Linked DNA regions of Acanthopagrus latus: region 2 is linked to region 1. Evidence: chromatin contacts called from public Hi-C data. All regions are on one chromosome and are shown on one strand. Each heading gives the region's core, a stretch centred on a gene start, on an enhancer-like site or on the middle of the called end of the contact. The rest is flanking DNA. Distances are from core to core; before and after follow the strand shown.

Region 1 (4,780 bases), core at 1,087-3,586:
GAGCTTTTAGGCCACAATTACAAGACGTACCCCTGCTGAGCACTGAGAAACATTCAAATCAACCACCAGCATAACGTCTTGAGTGTAACAGTCTATTTTCATTGTTCCCTTGTCGTCTAACCTTGCAGAAAGGCTCCGCAATTAGTCTCCTGATATGGAAAAAATTAATTCTAAGCAGCCCCTTCTATTCATTAGACTGTAAAAAAAAGAAATTCCTCAGGACTTATAATAAGCCCTTTTCTGGAACAGTGCGACTGTTGCGGTAATCTTTTTTTCCCTTGAAGAAATCAAGGGCAGGGAGTTTGCAAAGGGTCGCAGTCGTACAATCGCACACAGATCTCATGGTCAAGTCAATTTAGCCATCACCGCAAAGTGTGCTTTGGTTTCCAGCGCCTGTGCCTCTCCGCCTGGTGAGCAAGAGGCTCAAGCTGCTGTTTCCACTTGCCAAGAAGGAGGGCAAATACATAGCAAATCAATCCAAATCACGTTGGCCAAGTGGGGACCTGTTGAGGTGTGTTGTTTAGGAGCAGTGAAAAGCCAGAGAGCCAAGTGATTTGGTAGCAACGCAAGAATGCGCGTTCGTTGACTAGATGCCTCCTCCGAACAAATCTCAGATCATAACAGAGCCTCAAGCTGTATGTAAATACTGCTTTATTATGTTCTGCGATCAGGGAATGAAGTTCAAGTGGCAGCAAACCATCACCTTTATCATCTACATCTGCCTGAGCACGATGACACCACATTGCAGTGTAGTGCATGGTATTAGTCTTTGGCTGACATCAAGTTGTGTTCAGGTACCTGTGATGGGCATGAGTCATGGTTCCTCATTAAAGGATATGATTAAAGAGGACGGCGGTCAGCTTGAGATGCCGCCGACAACACCACCATGAGCTCTTTTAGCAGTAATAATAAACTTCCTGTCACAGTTGAGCGGATGTGGGCATCTGATAAGAAGCGTTTGTTTTCTCAAAAACACCGTCGTCTACTTTTTGTTATCTGATCACTGAATCATTTTTTGAGGAAGGAAGCCGCGACGCTCTACGTGTCAAACACCATTTAACACCTATGTTTGTTTTGTTTGTTTGTTTTTATTTTAAATTAGTATTTCTTTATTTCGCTATTAAAGTCGAGGATGGAATAAGTAGCGTTGAAGCGACTCCTTTAATCTACACTGTGCCGATAAAACGTTTGTTACAGGATTAGTTCATTGTGGACACGGGGCTGCAAAGAAAACTGTGAAACAAACCTGTATGACTTTTCTTCCCCCTCCGGTGTCTGTAGTGTAGTGAATTGCTTAACGCTCCGTTGATATCATTCTTCAAAGTTGGACGACCGATACTTGAAACCACCGCCGACCGTATCTGAGCCCCGAAAACCGCTTCTCGTCCAAATCTCGACGGAGATCTCTATCATGCAAACTCACACGGGCTTCCCATTTCTAGCTCCTAGGTATCTAGCCTGCTAGCCTGCTAGCTGCAGAAATAAACAGTTGGGATGTCGAGTCTTAACTCTTCATATACCGGCTCTTTCCGACCGGACGACGCGGTCCCCCTCACAAAAGAAAACAGCGTCCGCGTTGTGCATTGTCGTCCGTATCTGTCCGCGTATCATGAGTCCCTTTGTGGTCAGGGAATTACCCTCTTTCCTTCTTCTCTCTGGCGGTAGCTCACTCCTCTCCAACACCACAATGGGTTCTGTTTCGACTCTTTTCAACACCAGCCTCTCCAGCCTTTGCGACACCCGTCGTCCGTTTACGGCCGCGGTTGCTAAGCGATTGTTCTAATATTGTCTCGTCTGGATCGCCCCCCCGCCCCCCCGAGCAAAGTTTTGCCAAATTTCTATTTTTCCCGTTGCCTCCATTAGCTTAAAAGCATTTTTTCCCCTTTCTTTTTAAAGACGAACATAGAGGCTTGATCTAGAATAAAAATGTAACGGAGATTACAATGCAGTTAGGTAATGTGATCAGAAAAAAGCAGCTTCTTGACAAAACAAAACTTTTGTTTTTGTTTGTATTTTATGCAGTATAAGAAAATCTAAATGAAATGTCTTTCGACAGGATTGACTGTTCAGTGTTTCGACAGAAGTAACAGACACCCAAACCTTTTTTATTTATTTATTTATTTATTTATTTGTTTGTGCTTGTTTTTGTTTTATTTTACATAACACAAAAGATGGATCCAACAAAGTCTTTACAAACATATCACCAATTAATCAATTACTTGATAATTAAGGCAGATGACTAAAAGTCGGTTAGACTACTGGCCTATCACAGCAGGCAGGAGGAGCTCCGCGTGCATTCGTTTGTGTTCACCGCCATCTGCTGGAACACGAGCGGTTGACGCTGAGTGAGTGGTGCGTTCATGTGATTTGGAAAAAAAGATACTCATCACTCGGAAAACGTGAACGCTCTCATTTTAAACAGATTACAGGCTTCAGTTTGGCTTTTTCAGAATATAATAATAATAATGCACTACCGTGCAGTTGTCATTCTGTTGTATTAACTCTCTGTCATCTGTGGCAGAGACCTCCGAGGCGTTTTTAAAGGCACCACTGGCACTTGAACCGCTGCTGATGCGGATGTTGCTGCTGCTGCTGCTGCTGAAGTGAAGCAGTTGTTTCCGAAAAGTTTGACCTTTTTCCAAACGAGAATGGCCGCACCGAAGCAAATACAAGACTATACTGCATTATTGCTCCTGGTTTCAATTGGCTTGGCGCTCGTAACTATTCTCAGTGTGTGGAAGATGAATCAATTTAAATATAGACTTATACATGAGACTGGAGGTGCAATGTTTTATGGTAAGTAGCATACACTAATACACAGTATATAGCACGGAAGCTAGCTAGACTTCCTGACTCACAGTTTCATTTGGCTGATATCAGAGTGTTAACGAAATAAATTCATTTTCAGCCTTTGTAGGCATGAAGCAGAAGCTTCTCACCATCTTTTTTTTTTTTTTGCTGTATCCACCATTTTTTTTATTGGCTGAGCAGAGTATATATTTTATAACCCTAACCCTAACTATCTTTTAAAAAAAAAAAAAAAAAAAAAAGTAAATAAATAACACAGCAACCACTAGTAATCTGAAGTTAGCTTTGCCACTCGTTCACAGCTAAAGAAAATCACGGCTAAGGATAATTTTAAAGGTGCAATGTATGATATTTATTTGTGTATGTGGCTAGTTGATTGGCTATATTGTGATAAATGATGGGGCTACTGGACTGAACCTTTCTGTTCAGGCTACTTCACTCAAAATAATAACCTACATTAATTGCCAGGTAGTCCGAGATATCATAAACTATTAAGGGCTCAGCAGCCAGCAGTACTCTTAAAAGGTTGCAGTTTCACCCATGTTTCATCACCATAACAACTTATAATGTAGATCTTGCTATGTGGTATATTCATGTCCACTTTTAATCTTCTATACTTTATACTAATATTTGTCCCAAGTGTAAGCTATCAGATAAATGCTGTCATTTTCATCACAATGGCTTTTTTCTTTCTTTTTTTCCACTCCTCTGCAGGTGTGCTTTTAGGGTTAGCAGTGAGATGTTTGCCATTCGACTGGGGACAACATGCGGTCAATATTGGAGAGACTGTGTGTGCTTGCGGCGGACTTAACAGCACTCCTCATATCTTGACGGTCAACATCACACCACGCCTTCACTATTATAGACATGTTGGGAAAGTGAACCAAAGCTGCCCACCAGTCTCAGGCCCTCTGGTGAGTATGGCGACTTCATCTGACCTTTACTTCAAATACATTTTGCAAAAGCAAATCTTTTGTGTAGGCACTGGTGAAAATGAAACAACATGATTGTCAGTATTGCAGAGGGAACCCGTAAAAAAAACAACTGTACCGCACACAGGATGTTTTCTTTTCCTCTAATGATTTTTTTTATTTCGTCTGAAATAACACATATTTTTTTTCACCGCTTCTCCTTTGATCACCACTATTTTTCTTCCCTTTTGTATGCTGGGTATTTACATCAACAGTCTCCTCTAATGGAGCTTAGTTATTGGTTTTCCTCTAAATTACTTGCATGGTCTGTTTGTTACTGGGGAAGCAAGAAAGTGGTCGTACAGAGAGAAAGAGGGCAAGAGAGCAATTTAACCTATATTAAGGATTTATTAAGGAACAGATAGGGGAGATTACATTTTCAGGTGTGCTCTGTGGACAAGGGGAAATTAGAAGGCATCTAAACACAGAAACCAATAAACAGACTTCAGTGGAGTAGATAAAGCAACAAAGGGTTCTGATCAATGAGCAATAAACAGGTTTGTACAAACATTTTCTCAAAAGTATGTTCCTGCCAACAACTGCAAACATTAAGTGGGTGAATACAATAATAAAACCTAATTTATTTCTCCTTGAAATGTTCCACTGAAGACTTTGTCCAAGTGTTTACATAGAGAAGTCCCATAATGAGATAGTTTTGCAGGTGACATCTGTGCTGGATTGCTGTGCGCTGCAGGAAAGATGTGAGATAGTAAAGTAATCTCAGGAGACACTGCAGCTTTTAATCTCAGATGGAGATGGCCATTTCGGCCTATGACACAGAACTCAGTAATGGAGGTGAATATATACCACATCTCACTGTTATAAAGTGGAGGGAACTGTGATAATGTTCCAAATAGTAACGCTGCGCATATCGATCAATGATGTCTTCGTTGTGTAGAAGTGAGGTGCTGCTGCTTATGATTTCATGCTATATTTAATTAGCGCTGATCCATTACTTTAACAATCATTTGTTTCTGTTTATACCATGAAATTGTTGTTGC
Region 2 (4,780 bases), core at 838-3,337, 250 kb before region 1:
CCCCCATAAATATATATATGTAAAGGGATAAAAAAAGATTTAAATGGATGGAAATGACAACTTATCATAGCAAATGATAGTTTGCTGTTATTGTTTTAGATATGTATGATACGTGGACTGAAAGCATTAGATCACATCTGATGAGGCACCACATTTTAAAATGTCTCAACCTGAGAAATGCAGACATTAACACAAAATAACACGATGGCCATAGGGGTGACGTAACCCAGCGAACATTGCCTTAAACCGCTGCAGAGCTTCTCAGCTGCTGTGTAATTAGCATGTACTGAAATGTGTTTTCACGTATGGCTCACTGTCTTTAATGTAGGTCACACAGTGTGCAGATGCACAGGGACACTGGCACGAGAAGAGAACATATCACCCGACAGCCAGAATATGAGTCTGTGTAGATCATTAGGACACACAGACACAGTTACATAATACATGTGTGGAAAATGTGCAGATGCAACACATGAACACTAGATGAATGCTCTCCTTTTAGTTTAGCATTGCCTTTCTCTGAAGGTTGTGTTTATACATATCGGATATCAAGCAAAGTTTGTGTTACATCGGCTGTATTCTTGCAAAATTGCACGTTATGAGAGACACTGTAGTTTCGCTGTCCCTGCAAATGCAAGTGGGAGAGTAATCGTTGACAGCTGTGGCCACAAAGCTGTACTCCATGTCACTCTGCTGCACACACGAGCAATAGAGACATGAAGGTAAAACTGTTTCTGGGTGTATTTGTGCATAAATCATGGGAACATTTCAAACCAGCTTTCGACAGACGTTAAAGATGCTGTCAGTGTGGTGTTCCTGGTAGAAAAGATGCAACAAAGGTGATGAAGCAAAGTGTTAAAAGCTGGACATTTTAAAGAGGCTCTGTAGAACTTATGTGTCGTGCTCGAGGCTGTTATTATTAGTTTATGTTTTCTGTTTATCAGCTGTTTTGGCTAAATTTATTCTTATAATCAAAAAAATCCAGCTCATGAAATGAGTCACCACACATTTGAGCACACAGTCCTGCAACATGATACAAAATGAAGCTTACGGAAAAAATCAACATCGTAATAAATGTAGTTAGAATACTGCAGCTAAATAACCAGCATGTTATCTGGGAATGCCCTTCTGTATCTAATCTTCGGTCCAAAGCGGCTACCTCTGAGTTTCCATCAATAAAAGAATGGTGACATCATTTTAGGGATATTGCGCTCACAGAAAGCTCATTAGCTGTAATCCACAACGCACAGGCCCCCTGTAGAAGCTCAGGATATCCTCAACAGCTCTCTTGCAAACCCTCACATTCTTGGCACAGATATAATAATAATAATATATTGTTGACTGACTGCTGGGTTTTTGTTGGAGCTTCTACATTGTTATATTCACTTACCACCATCCCTTCTATCCTCATGTCTGATTTTTTTCTTCTATTCTTTGGCAAGGCACTGGTGGCTTATATATAATTTTGTGTAACATGTTGTTTATATGCACAATAATCTTGGTACTTGATCTATGGTACTCTGTATCTGTATATCCTGTGGTAGTGGTGAATGGACTTGCATTTTTACAGCGCTGTTACAGTCTACTGACCGCTCAAAGTGCTTGTCACACACACACACATTCATACACTGATGATGCCATGCAAGAGGCCGACCTGCAGCAACTTCCAGCAATTTGGGGTTCAATCATGCTCAAGAATACTACAATGGGGATTTGAAAAAGCAACCTTCTGATTGCTGGATGACCTGCTCTACTTCCTGAGCTGCAGTCGGCCCACAACCAAATCGTTCAATAAAAAGTTGAATTTGAAAAAAAGCCAAAAAACTGTCAATTAATTTTCACCATAGACATCTCTATAACGCACCCAATAAAACTCTTTAAGCTCATCAAATTCCAAACAAAACTCAATTATTGCTGAGAAATTAATAATTCAGTGCATTATGGATGCTTTCTGTACTACCAGCTGTCTAATTAAACCAAATTAGCACTTAAGGCTGGTCTTGATTGGTTCTATCGCATCTCGTTCTTGTCTCTTCGCCTCTCTTCTGTCTGCTTCTCTTCTACACTCTCGCCCCGCCATTGGCTCCCGGAGATGGGAAGTACGATGACGTCGAACCAATGGGATTATAGGTTTATTCCATAGTCCTGGTTCCGGAGTGGCCTGTTATTTCCGAGGTAGCAGGTGGAATATCGGTGAGTAACTTGGGGTTTTCCTGTAAATCTCTGACTGTTGTGTGTTTAATGTGAACTGCTCGGACTCTGATGATAGGCTCGCCCTGTGGCACGTGTAAACCTCGGCGCGCGCTCTCTCTTTACCACCTGGTAAGCAGTGAACAGCCCACTTCTCTCCACACACACACACACACACACACACACACACAGATCTGCACTGACATGGCCTACCTGTGTGTGTGTGTGTGTGTGTGGCTCGTGTGTGGCTGTAAGCTAGTTGTTGACGTGTAAACAAAGGGAGTAAGAGGATTTCTCACGGTGGTCTCCTCCCGTCACTAAGCGTCACTTCCAGATCAAGATGAAGATCTGCGTCGCCGCCCACCATCTACGGTCTCCCCTCCCCTCCCCCCCGCGGAGGCTGTGAACCAGCTGCTCCCACACACCGTGTCCACCTTAACGAGGCCACGGACACGATAGTGGTGCGAGAAGGACGAGGGGTCTGTTAACTTGACAGTAACAACTCGGGCAGACAGAGAACAACACATGAACCCGCCGTCCATCTGCCGCGATCCGTCTCCATTTGTTTATGAGTGTCGCCCAGTTTGGCACAAGATGGCGCTGTGTCTCACTGCTCTGCATGTGTCACCAGGTCTCCCTCCAAGCCTGACAACATGAACATGTACGCTGTGCCCAGCCCGGGAATACCAGGCTGTCCACCTGGGTTAGAGTACCTGACTCAGGTAAGAAACTATTACAATTAGAATATAAGTCTATATTTGCTGTTTACATGTCGAATCTGCTGCTATTAATCACCTCTGTCACCAAATCCTCTACCATAGCCTTGTTTCCATTTTGTATTCCTTCTTCCTTATTTTTACTCTTATATAACTTAATCATTTATTGCTCTATTTGCTTTCAGACTGCATACATTTCCACATTTATCGTATCTCACATCTTATGTAGTTTAGTTTTATTTGAAGCTGAAGGTAAAGACGGGGTGGCTAAAATGATGACAACACAAAAGCGGCTTTGACAGGGTGCAGTGTAGTTTTGGAGAAGACCTTTAAATGTAAATGAGGCAATAATACAAACTCTGAAATATTTGTTTGAAGAAAATAGTGTTTGAAGTTAGAAAGTTGGCAGGATCCACCACATATAAATAAAGTAAATCTGTAAGAAAATGTGTTGTCCTCCAAGGTCAGTTTGTTTATTCAGTCATGAAAATAAAGAGTTTGTTTCTCTTGTGATTTAAATGTATTCCCCCAAACTACATAGTGCACCATTAAGAAGGGATGGTGCACGTTAATAAAACACATGGTATCACTTGGGTAAAAATGACAGAAGTAGCTTTTTTTTTTTTTTTTTGATCGGTTGTCCCTGGTCAAGGTCTTAGAAATGCTTCCTGAAATATAGCAGAGCAAAGGAAAAACAAAACAAGCAGCACAAAACAAAACAGCACAAGGCATGCTGTTTTAAAGATTGGAAAAAGAAAGATTGTCTACTATATATATATATATATACATACACATATATATGTATGTTTATAGCTCATTCATAGCAAGCAAGCTGAGTATTAACCGTCTAATGTTTTAAGTGTTACTAAAAGATCTACATGTTTTGCTGTGTAATGTGATTTGGAACAGTATTACACTCTCCTGAAACCTCAGACAGACCAGGTTGATTGACACAATATGTATCAGTTCCTCTGTTGATAAAAGGGCAACAAGTGGCAGGGGAGCTGAGTCATGAGTGACTTTAGAGACCAGGCACATATTTACATATTTCATATAGTCATCCCATCTTCACATATGATGTTTTCTGAAGATAGCGCTTCGATGGACGTACTTTGATTTTTCACCTTCAGTCTGCTGTGGTCAGCTTGTGACCAACTTTGCAAACAGCAATTCAAATTAGTGAACATCATACAATGTTGAAATCCTCTGTAGACACGTGAGATTTAACTTTTTTTTTGAAAGATTTTCTTTTTTTTAACATGTGACTGAAGGAGAGGTTAGTGTCAGTTAACAGCCAAGACATCTGAATCCAGTGTATGTCCTTATCTGTTTTTTTCTAGGTGGATCAGCTGCTCATCAAACAGAAGGTTGAGGTGGTTGAAGGTAAACTTGCATCCATCTGTCATTTATGTTGTTTAACACACACAGCAAACAATCTTCATACGTATTGTTCATCTGCGCAGCCCTCGTTGGTTTCGAAAGCAACAACAAGTACGAAGTCCGTAACAGCATGGGCCAGAACGTGTTCTACGCCGTCGAGGAGAACGACTGCCTGAGTCGACAGTGCTGCGGTCCCCTGCGTCCGTTCACCATCCACGTCCTCGACAATTTTGGAAAAGAGGTCATCACAGTCACCAGGCCGCTCAAGTGCATGTCTTGCTTCTTCCCTTGCTGTCTACAAGAGGTCAGTGAGGCCCCTTGTTGTGTTTTGAGGTGGTTTTCTAGTTTTACATGTTCCTTTTGAAACACAATTTTTTGTGAGGATATGGCGACAAATCACACTCTGTTCTCCCACAATCCCCCACTCAGCTGGAGGTGCAGTCTCCCCCTGGCAACATAGTGGGGTACATTGCACAACAGTGGCACCCGTTCTC

What was found. Hi-C and Micro-C count contacts between places; a contact is called where the count stands out from the background.
Region 2: a contact with region 1 is called in a Hi-C map of muscle, with 3 times the contacts expected there. The contact joins the promoter of si:ch73-206p6.1 here to the promoter of LOC119008657 in region 1. A contact is called at or near these places in 3 of 4 Hi-C or Micro-C datasets (liver and muscle).

Annotation. Positions count from the first base shown.
Region 1 is chr19:17,718,788-17,723,567 of fAcaLat1.1, reverse strand. LOC119008657 (sodium/hydrogen exchanger 9-like) reads left to right here and starts at 2,336. Exons shown (of 15, transcript XM_037079214.1): 1 at 2,336-2,796; 2 at 3,523-3,722. The coding sequence starts at 2,649. dipk2ab (divergent protein kinase domain 2Ab) reads right to left here and starts at 1,760. Exons shown (of 4, transcript XM_037079715.1): 1 at 1,638-1,760.
Region 2 is chr19:17,968,853-17,973,632 of fAcaLat1.1, reverse strand. si:ch73-206p6.1 (phospholipid scramblase 2) reads left to right here and starts at 2,087. Exons shown (of 7, transcript XM_037078470.1): 1 at 2,087-2,193; 2 at 2,822-2,912; 3 at 4,247-4,289; 4 at 4,370-4,590; 5 at 4,716-4,780. The coding sequence starts at 2,844. The region is part of intron 2 of LOC119008330 (a long non-coding RNA gene); the gene reads right to left.